Regions from separate parts of the Mus musculus genome. Here all the other regions are linked to region 3. The links are chromatin contacts, called in public ChIA-PET maps. All regions are on one chromosome and are shown on one strand. The core of a region is the stretch at or near the end of the contact, and the rest is flanking DNA. Distances in the headings are between cores, read along the strand shown. Region 1 overlaps Dyrk1a (dual-specificity tyrosine-(Y)-phosphorylation regulated kinase 1a). Region 2 overlaps Dyrk1a (dual-specificity tyrosine-(Y)-phosphorylation regulated kinase 1a). Region 3 holds the start of Vps26c (VPS26 endosomal protein sorting factor C).

What was found. ChIA-PET counts read pairs in DNA pulled down with a chosen protein or histone mark.
Region 1: an RNA polymerase II ChIA-PET map of memory CD8 T cells shows a contact between it and region 3, with 2.6 times the contacts expected there. The contact joins the enhancer-like site here to the promoter of Vps26c in region 3. A contact is called at or near these places in 3 of 39 promoter capture datasets (embryonic stem cells, hippocampal neurons and macrophages), 2 of 484 Hi-C or Micro-C datasets (myocytes and nephron progenitors), 8 of 115 datasets of contacts at active chromatin or transcription factors (bone marrow-derived macrophages, effector CD8 T cells, embryonic stem cells and 4 more) and 3 of 9 other capture datasets (adipose tissue, liver and pancreatic islet).
Region 2: an RNA polymerase II ChIA-PET map of memory CD8 T cells shows a contact between it and region 3, with 209 read pairs. The contact joins the enhancer-like site here to the promoter of Vps26c in region 3. A contact is called at or near these places in 2 of 484 Hi-C or Micro-C datasets (cerebellum and uterus), 9 of 115 datasets of contacts at active chromatin or transcription factors (bone marrow-derived macrophages, effector CD8 T cells, embryonic forebrain and 5 more) and 3 of 9 other capture datasets (adipose tissue, embryonic stem cells and liver).

Annotation. Positions count from the first base shown.
Region 1 is chr16:94,658,945-94,661,779 of GRCm38.p6, reverse strand. It overlaps Dyrk1a (dual-specificity tyrosine-(Y)-phosphorylation regulated kinase 1a), which reads right to left. Exons shown (of 12, transcript NM_007890.2): 3 at 2,087-2,283. Among named protein-coding and RNA genes, the nearest start is that of Gm41504, 54 kb to the left of the region's middle. Within about 2 kb of position 1,334, at least 25 of the 459 cell types and tissues checked have an H3K27ac peak or open chromatin away from gene starts, as enhancers often do. A contact at or near this core is called in effector CD8 T cells and memory CD8 T cells, where this site is marked.
Region 2 is chr16:94,685,876-94,688,799 of GRCm38.p6, reverse strand. Dyrk1a (dual-specificity tyrosine-(Y)-phosphorylation regulated kinase 1a) reads right to left here. Exons shown (of 12, transcript NM_007890.2): 11 at 2,197-2,321. Among named protein-coding and RNA genes, the nearest start is that of Gm41504, 27 kb to the left of the region's middle. Within about 2 kb of position 1,574, at least 14 of the 459 cell types and tissues checked have an H3K27ac peak or open chromatin away from gene starts, as enhancers often do. A contact at or near this core is called in memory CD8 T cells, where this site is marked.
Region 3 is chr16:94,525,335-94,528,034 of GRCm38.p6, reverse strand. Vps26c (VPS26 endosomal protein sorting factor C) reads left to right here and starts at 1,406. Exons shown (of 8, transcript NM_007834.3): 1 at 1,406-1,697. The coding sequence starts at 1,641.

The DNA.
Region 1 (2,835 bases), core at 85-2,584, 130 kb before region 3:
CTGCTTTTCTCAGAGCAAGCAAGAGGTGGACAGAACAGCACTTACAATGACATTCAGGGCACTGCTGTAGCTCAGGATGCCAAAGGATAGCATGCGGGCTGGGCTAGCCTACAGCTCTAGGATCCAATGTGAGGGACACTCATCTCTGCTCAGTTTTATTCTAATTTTCATTTTCAAATATAACCTTTTATATTTTATACCCAACATACTCATGAGAAAAATTAATGACTAGAAATAAATCTTAACTTTGTTCCTTTCAAGGTAATTGCACAATAAGATTCATTTTGTGGCAAAATGATAAGAAGCATATGAATCACATTATGAAATTTACAGAAGATGACAGCTAGAAGATATCTAAGAAGGTCTAGAATTAGGTCCTAATTTCACATTCAAGAACCTGTCAGACATGAGGTGTCCGTGTGTATTTAACTCTAGTCCTGCAAGCAGATCTTGAGCCCATTATATACCTCTTGGTAAGCCACCCCACATTAGTCCTAAAGAATCTACCTTCTTCATTAGATTCAGAAGCTTCTGGACTTTGAAAGGAATACTGAATTATTTATTAATAAGCTTTTGTGTATGTTCTTGTAGTCCTGGCTGTTTTAGAACTCACTATGTAGACAAAGCTGGGCTCAGACTTAGAGATCTGCTTGCCTCTGCATCCCAAATGCTGGGACTAAAAGCATGTGCAATACTCCTCGCCTCTACTTAATAGTCTTTTTACATCACATGAATCTTTAAAAGTATTTTATGGCTTAAATCAGAAATAATAAAATATATTTTAAATGATTAAAGATGTAAGCTGAATATGAAAACAGATACTCTGCTAAGTAGATTATAAACAATCATGATATATGGATAAAAAATAATGTTATAGGAATTTTTTTCTGACTCTCTGTAAATGACGACCGATATAAATCCAAGAGTGCTGCATCTAAACAGGAAGCACACAGGACTGGACTCTAAAGCCTACCACCATGCACATACATCAAGAAGTCAAAAACGGAAATTCTGTCTCTTCAACTGAAAGTGTATTGAAAGCAATGTCTGTGTGACCCACTGATTTGAAGCAAGTGGGAGACTAGCCCTGAGCACCCTGGTTCTTCGGCGCACACTTCAGGTTGACCGTGTACTCTGTACTTCCCTCACTTTCTGTTTCTCTCTGGGACATGAGCAAGAGCTTTCTAAACTTGAACAGCAGTGCTGATGAACGACTTCAATTCTAACACATGGACTTAACTTCTAAAGCAGCTGACTGCCTGAAACCAACTCTAAACCCTGTCACAATGCTGCTGTTCACACTCGGTGCTTTGCAAGCGTACTGCGAGAGGCCTCTGGCAAAGGATGCCCACACCACAGACATGCAACCACAGCCAACTACTCATTGCCACCACAAGCTGCTCGAGAAGAGAAAGCACATCTCACCTAACTCATCCGCGTAGGAACCACTTGCTATACTCAGGGATCTGAGAAAGCCATGCCAACCAAATCCTAAATCTGTTCACAACAGTTGTGTTCCTTACTCAGCACAACGACAACACAACATGACCAGTGAGTAGACTGCCCCAAAACAGCGGCTACGGTCGGGCAGGGTGAATTCAAGCCTGTAAGGCTTACCCACAGGTATGCGTTTAATGTGTTCACAGAGATTTCAGCATTCTTTCTAGATCCTCAATTTATGAAAAATTGGTCAATCTGTAGTCTGAATATTAGAATAAATAGCATGCTTAATATTTACATATTCTCCTTTGAGTCTTTCCTCTGTAATTTTACAAATGCAGATTTTTTACACTAAATTAGTAGTGATTCTTACTTTCCTATGACTTCCCACAAATGTTTTCTTATTTTAAACATTTCTTCTTTAAAAATAATTTCTTTATTCCAGAATGAGTATCTTTCAATGAAATGAAACACTCATGTTCAAGGGGTGGGGAGAATCAGCAAACTTAAATAAAACTTCTGAGCATCATGTTTTGTCTACAGATATTTCTACTTAGCATGTAAAACTGAAGCTGTTTTACTAATCTAGTATTTTCAAAGGGCTAAGTTGTAATTTCAACATCATTTCTGATAATAATGAAATTACCTGGTTAGTTAGAGGTTGCTGAATCTGGTCAGAATATGGTAAGGCAGACACCTGCTGGTCACTTATGCTCGGCTGGCGACGGTCACTGTACTGGTGTGAGTGGGGCATCTGTGCAGCCATCTGAAGGCCAGCAGCATGGAATGAGAACGACGGTGCAAGCCGGACAGATGAAGGTTTGCATGCTGAAGTCTCTCCTCCTGGGAACACACAGCAAGTTCAGATAGTGCTCACAGCCTGACATACGTGTCATCAGATGTACCTTAGCCACTTAAACTAGTGCTTTACAAAATTCAATAATATTAAAAGCCTTAGTAATGACCAAAAAGTATGGTCATTCAACATAATAGCTATGTTATATATGTAAAATAGTAGAAAACATGGATTAAAAATGAGTATAAATTTCTTTTGAGAAAATCCTCTAAAAAGCTTTTTATAACAAGCAGTAGCAACTTAAATATTACACTTATTTACTGTTTTCCCTTTGTGGTTGTGCATGCCTGTGCCCAGTGTACCCAGGGAGTAGAAGGCAACCTACAGAGGTCAGGTTCTCTCCTTGTGCCATGTGAGTCTAGGGTTCAAACTCATGCCATCAGATTTGGCACCACTGAGTCATCTCACCAATCCAAAAGTAACAAGTTTTAATACTTATTTTCACACATGAAATTCTCAACATTCAAGAACCCTAAGTCATATAGTATGAATTCTTGGGAAGAGCCTTGCCAACTAATTGGGTCCTCAAGTACAAATCG
Region 2 (2,924 bases), core at 325-2,824, 160 kb before region 3:
AACAGAGGATGGTCCAAAAAAATTTACTAAGTGTGAAGTGTGCCACTAAGCCAACGCAGGAGGAATGAGGAAAGCGTGGGAGGCCCAGCATGGCACAACCCTCAGAGTGAAAGATCTCAGTGTGTGCATTCTGAGTGCAGAGAATAAAGAAAGGCCTGGGTAGGGGCAGAGCACAAAGACAAGAGGTTCTACACGTTAGTTAGGTCCAGGTACAAGGGAAACAAGGGCTATGAAAAGCAGGGGAAATAAACTAGCCTGGAGTAGCGAGGTTCAAGCATCTGCAGAGTTTCCTCAGGCTGATAAGCACTTAGTCAGGGCACAGGAAAGAGTGTGCTTTAGTGGAAGACAGGACACACATGGTTCCTGCAGTGGAAGGGCTAATTATATATACATAAAATCAGAATTCACACCTCACTAACCTGGAGACTAACATCCTGGACCTGAATCTATGACAGTAAGTAAGTGAAAATAGGACCATTGTTACAAAGCAACAGGTACAGTTAAGAGTCTTCTTACTGCTCAAACTTGCAGAATGGCATTTACAGTAAGCCCAACACAACCCAGAGGTCAGTGTAGTCAGAGGTAAGTAGGAAGGAATGCTTTAAAAATGGTGACTGTAATGACTGGCAGTAAGGGGTGAGACCAAGCAGAAAGCATGTGAGGTCATCTCAAGGCATGGTGGACAGGAACACTGCCCCCCAAAAGACAGTTAAGGGAGGGGGAACAAAGAAATGGAGAACCAGACACATGCTGCCAAAGAAACCAGAGGTAATTCAGTGTATGTGGATTAAGTCAACCCTGCCAAATACTACCAGGCAACGACAAAGGAAAACAGGGGAGTCCTCTGGACTATCAGTGAGGACTGTGGCTGACACAGGGCCTGCAACTGGGACCAGGAGTTAGGTGCACTGAGCTGCTGGGCTGCTGAAGACAAGTGTGAAACTCTAGGAATGACAGTGTGGTGAGGGAGAGTTACCACAGGCTAGAACGATCAAAGACTCAGTGCTGTTCAACAGAAGGAGCCAGAGCCCATGAAGACAGGAGACATGGGCCTGGCCTTCAACAAGAAGCCCAGTGAAAGCAGAGAGAGGCGAGCTGTGAGAAAGCCCGTCTACAGCAGTGCAGTCTGAAGATTGCACACAGAAGAGAGAGTCACAGGCCTCTGCCTACGAGTGGACAAGTTGGAAGTAATTCACAGACAATAGGAAGGAGAAGGGGTCCTCTGAGGATGGCCGCCTGAGACTGGTGAATACTAACAGTGAGGACAGAACAATGTGACAATTTCTCCAGCAAAACCAAGTGGCCCAGTCACAATTAAGGAATGAGCACCAATCTAGCTCAGGTTTTCCTTACTCTATCAAATAACCGATTGGCACGCTCAGAGCCAAAATGTAGCCCACAACGCAGAGGAAATGTCTCACTGAGGTCTTATGGTTTTGTCTAAACAGTAAACACCTTCCTCCTGTGCTTGAATACTTGGTCCCCAGCTGGCAGCCAGGGGCAGGGGTGAAGGCCCTACTGCAGGAGGCTGGCTTATAGAGTAGGCCTTGAGGCTCTATAGCTCAGCACAGCCCCACCCATTTCCTGTTTCTTAAATGCAGAGGCCTCCTGACCCTACCACTCTGCTTTTCCCTGCCTGCCATCCCATCTTCCCTGACACAAGGTATCATTTCCTTTTGAACTGTGAGCCAGAGTATACCCTGTCATCCTTACACTGCTTCTGTCTGGGTATTACCACAGCAATGAAATATAGCTAGGATGGCATCTCCACATTTCTATCCTACCACATGTTCTACACTAACTTTAAAAATTACTTTAATATTACAAGTTTAAAAATCCAACACAAACTGATTCAGAATCAGGGTGGGAATGCTGGAGGCCACAAGAAGTAACGTAGGGCCCAGACTGCACAGCTCACAGAGAATTAGTGCATCTAGAGGTCTCGGCACCCACTGAGAGGCAGGGAGGAAACTGCTGTGGCAAATGAAAAATAAACCTGGAGTAGATGGCTAGAAAGACGGTGGTGTGTGTACCCAACACATGCTCTCATTTCTAACAAGGAGTGGAGTTTTTATTTCCTAAGCAGTGAGGATACCACACACCTTTAGAAAAGAGGACACAGACATGGTCGTCCTGACTGGCATCCAACAAAGCTAAAGCTAGCAAGGCCATGGCAGGAGCACTAGGAACACTCACCTGGGGACTGTGTGTCTCACAGTCCATGGCCTGGACAGCAGCAGCGAAGTGTCCACCGCTGTGTCGATGCTGGTGCGTCGGATCCGACCTGGCTCTCCCACTGTTACTCGTTCCCGAGGATCCACCTTTAATATCAGGACATGGAAAAACTTGTGAGTTTAAAGCTAATTTTGCTCGAGTTAGAACTCTAAGACTGCATTGTACCCACTCAAGCATGGGGTAGAGAGAGTACGCAGTAAGAGCAGGAGCAGAGCTAGGACTGTGTGTGCATCTCCAGCCTCTGTATAAAATCCTGGGCTGACTGAACCCCGGGACTTGGGTGAGGGAGTGCCAATCCCAAGACCTCACTAGCCAGGCAGGCAGCCTGGATACAACAGCAGGCCTCTGGGGCACTGGGACTCTTATTTCCAAGTAATAAGGAAGACAGTGAGGGAAGACACAGTGTCAAGACCCACATGTGACCTTAGGTGCACACATATGCACGGTTAGGTATATGCACTACTTAACACATATACAGACACATAAAACTTTCAAGCTATGGTATTAACTTGAAATATACCACAAAGTAATTGGAGTCTTAGATGTCTTCCCACATCAACTGCTAATACAGCCAGGTTCTCCTCAGTCAAGTAAAAACTTAAGGACGTGGAAAAATAACTCCATTTAAAACCATTTAAATTTTTGGCTATAAGTAGCTTTGTTTCTAACTGTCAGGCAGACAATTATAA
Region 3 (2,700 bases), core at 157-2,656:
CCAGCTGTTCTCTATTGGGATGCTCACCTTACTTCCACACCAGAACCACAACTTCCATTTATTACCCTCACAAAAGACCTAGTGTCCCACTTGAGCCACAAGACTGTCAATTTGACAGTCTGATATTCAGTAGCTTAAAGTGACAAAATCAAACTTATTTAACATGAGATTAAGGGATGGAAAGACTTTAAAAGAACAGTGTTTGTGGAAAGTGGACTTTTGATTCTTGTAGGACGGCCTTTGCACTCAATAAACACTGGTAGTTCCTGGAAGGAGCGCTCTTCACAGTAGACCAGCCTTCCTTAACCATGTGTGCAATTTTCAAAGAGGAAATCAGGTACATCGTCCCTGGAGGAACAAGACTCTGTAAAGCCATATATGGAAGGAAAGGCTTTTCTTTTTCTTTCCTGCACTGAATTTGTGTCTTCCAAATATCTAAGCTGTGTCCCACATGATTTTTTTAGAATTGCTAGGAAAGTCTGTAGGTCACACGGGTAAGTCCTAAGGGTAGAGATGGGAGCTGAAAATAGAGCTGTGGATACTGAGAAACATTTTATCTTAACCTTCAAAAGCAATTGCAGCCGTCGTACATCGTTCTCGGCTTCAAAACACCTAGAGTCATTCACGAAACCACTTTACAGAGAAATTTGTTATCCTAAAAGTGATATATATTTAAGAAAATAATAATCAAGGAATTCAACAAATACCATTTCTTCACATCATTTTACGTAACAAAAACATCAAGATTTGACTTGCTTATCGGAAGAGTCAGTTTACACAATTCAGTAACTAGCATGCTGGCTAACCGCAATATCCCCCCTAAAGTTCGGCGTCCACTGCGGCAGGCTGCTGGAGGGAGAAAGGGGTACGCAGGTCCGTTTCCGCTTCGACTCCAACCTTCCCGCTCGCGCGCCCGCCCGCCCGGATACCCCACAGAACACCAAGACCACTTCCAGAGCTGGCGCCTGGGGAGTACCCAGAAGCCTCCGCGGCCGCGGAGCCGCGAGCAGCCGCAGAGCGAGGTCACCTCGCGCTTCCCGAAACCTTGGCTCTGCGTCGTGGGCGTGGCCTGAGGGGGCGTAGCTGCGGCCCTCCACCAATCAGCGCCCAGCAGGTCGCAAGCGCGGGGCCACGCCCCTGCGGTTGGCACGGACTCGTCCGCCCGGAGGATACTGGCGGTGGCGCCTCAGAACATCTGGCAGCAGACGCGGCTACAGGGATGGAGGAAGCGGATGACAGGAGGGGACACGTTCCTGCTATCACTTCCGGAAACCCACCTCCGAAACGCAGCCTTTCGCGCCGCACAGCCCGACGGGAAGGCAGCCTTCCTGTGTAAAAAAAACGCTGCGAAGCGGCCTCGCCCCCGCCGCGGGGCACGCCGGGAGAACAGAGAGCACACTCCCGCGTTCCGGAAGTGTGTGTGTGTGTGTTCGCGCGCGCGCGCGCGCGCGCGTGTGGGTTTCGTGCCCCTGTCCGCGCTAAGCCACGCCCTGTGCCCGAAGGAGGGAGGTGTGTGAGGTGTGGCGCGAAAGCCGGTCACGTGCCACCACTGCGGAAGGCGCCGGAGGGGCGGGTTCGTAGGGGGCGGGGCAACCGGGTCACGAGTGGCCGGAAGTTGCGGCCTTTGCGGATAATCTGAGATGGGGACCACTCTGGACATCAAGATTAAAAGAGCGAATAAAGTGTATCACGCCGGGGTAAGTGGAGGGGTGTTGGGCTTCAAGCTCTGCGGTCTCCAGCACGGCTCGCGCGGCCCCGACGCTAGATGGGCGTGCCCTGCGGTCCTGTCCAGTGTGGGGCTGGGGGCCGGCGGCAGGCGGGCGGGCGGCGGGCTCGAGCTGTCGCTCTGGGGGTGAAGAGCAGATGACAAACGCCCCTTTCTGCAGAAGAGCTTTCAGAACAGACATGTGTGCTCCAGGCTGTGGTCAATCCTAAAGCAGAGTTCTCTTGTAAGCCTCTCACCGCGGCAGGATCCATTACCCTAGTTGTAGAATGCAATCGCCCTGTCTCTACCTCCGGAGACACCAGCACAGCAGCCGTGGAGTCACAGCTAGCTTCTGCACACAGTTCAGTGGATACAAATGCAGCGTGGTGTTGAAAGGGAAAAACATCCCAGGTGAACATCTTAAATGGACGCTAAAGGCTAGAAACCTGATTATTTTAAAAAGATTCCAGTGAGCCACCCCACTTCCATCCTCACCACACAGGAAGCTATATTCGTGATTTGTCTAGTAGACATCATTCAAAGACCCCTCCCCCACAAAACAAAATCCCAAACACCAAGTTGCCATCACCCCTTATAAAAGCGACTGTACTCTGGCAAGATGCACTAAGAAAGTGGAAACTCACTTATGCTAGATCACTGCGAAAGTATTTAGTTAGTTCATAAAGGAAACGATCTATCCTGCCTCAGTTGAGGCACACTGTCAAACCACTGCCATATTAAAGCTGTCAGTTTCATGAAAAGCAATTGGAGGCCAGGGGAAGTGGCTCAGATTGTAAAATAGTTGCCAGTACCGCATAAAATCAGACGTGGTGGTGGGTGTCTGTAATCTTACCACTTAAGACAGGGTCAGAACATTATGATCATCCTTAGCTGCATATTGAGTTTGATACGAGCCCAGGGGCCATAAGATAAGGGCTGGAGAGATGAATCCACTGATCTTCGGAGGGTCCAGTTCTCAGCTGCCATGTCAGACC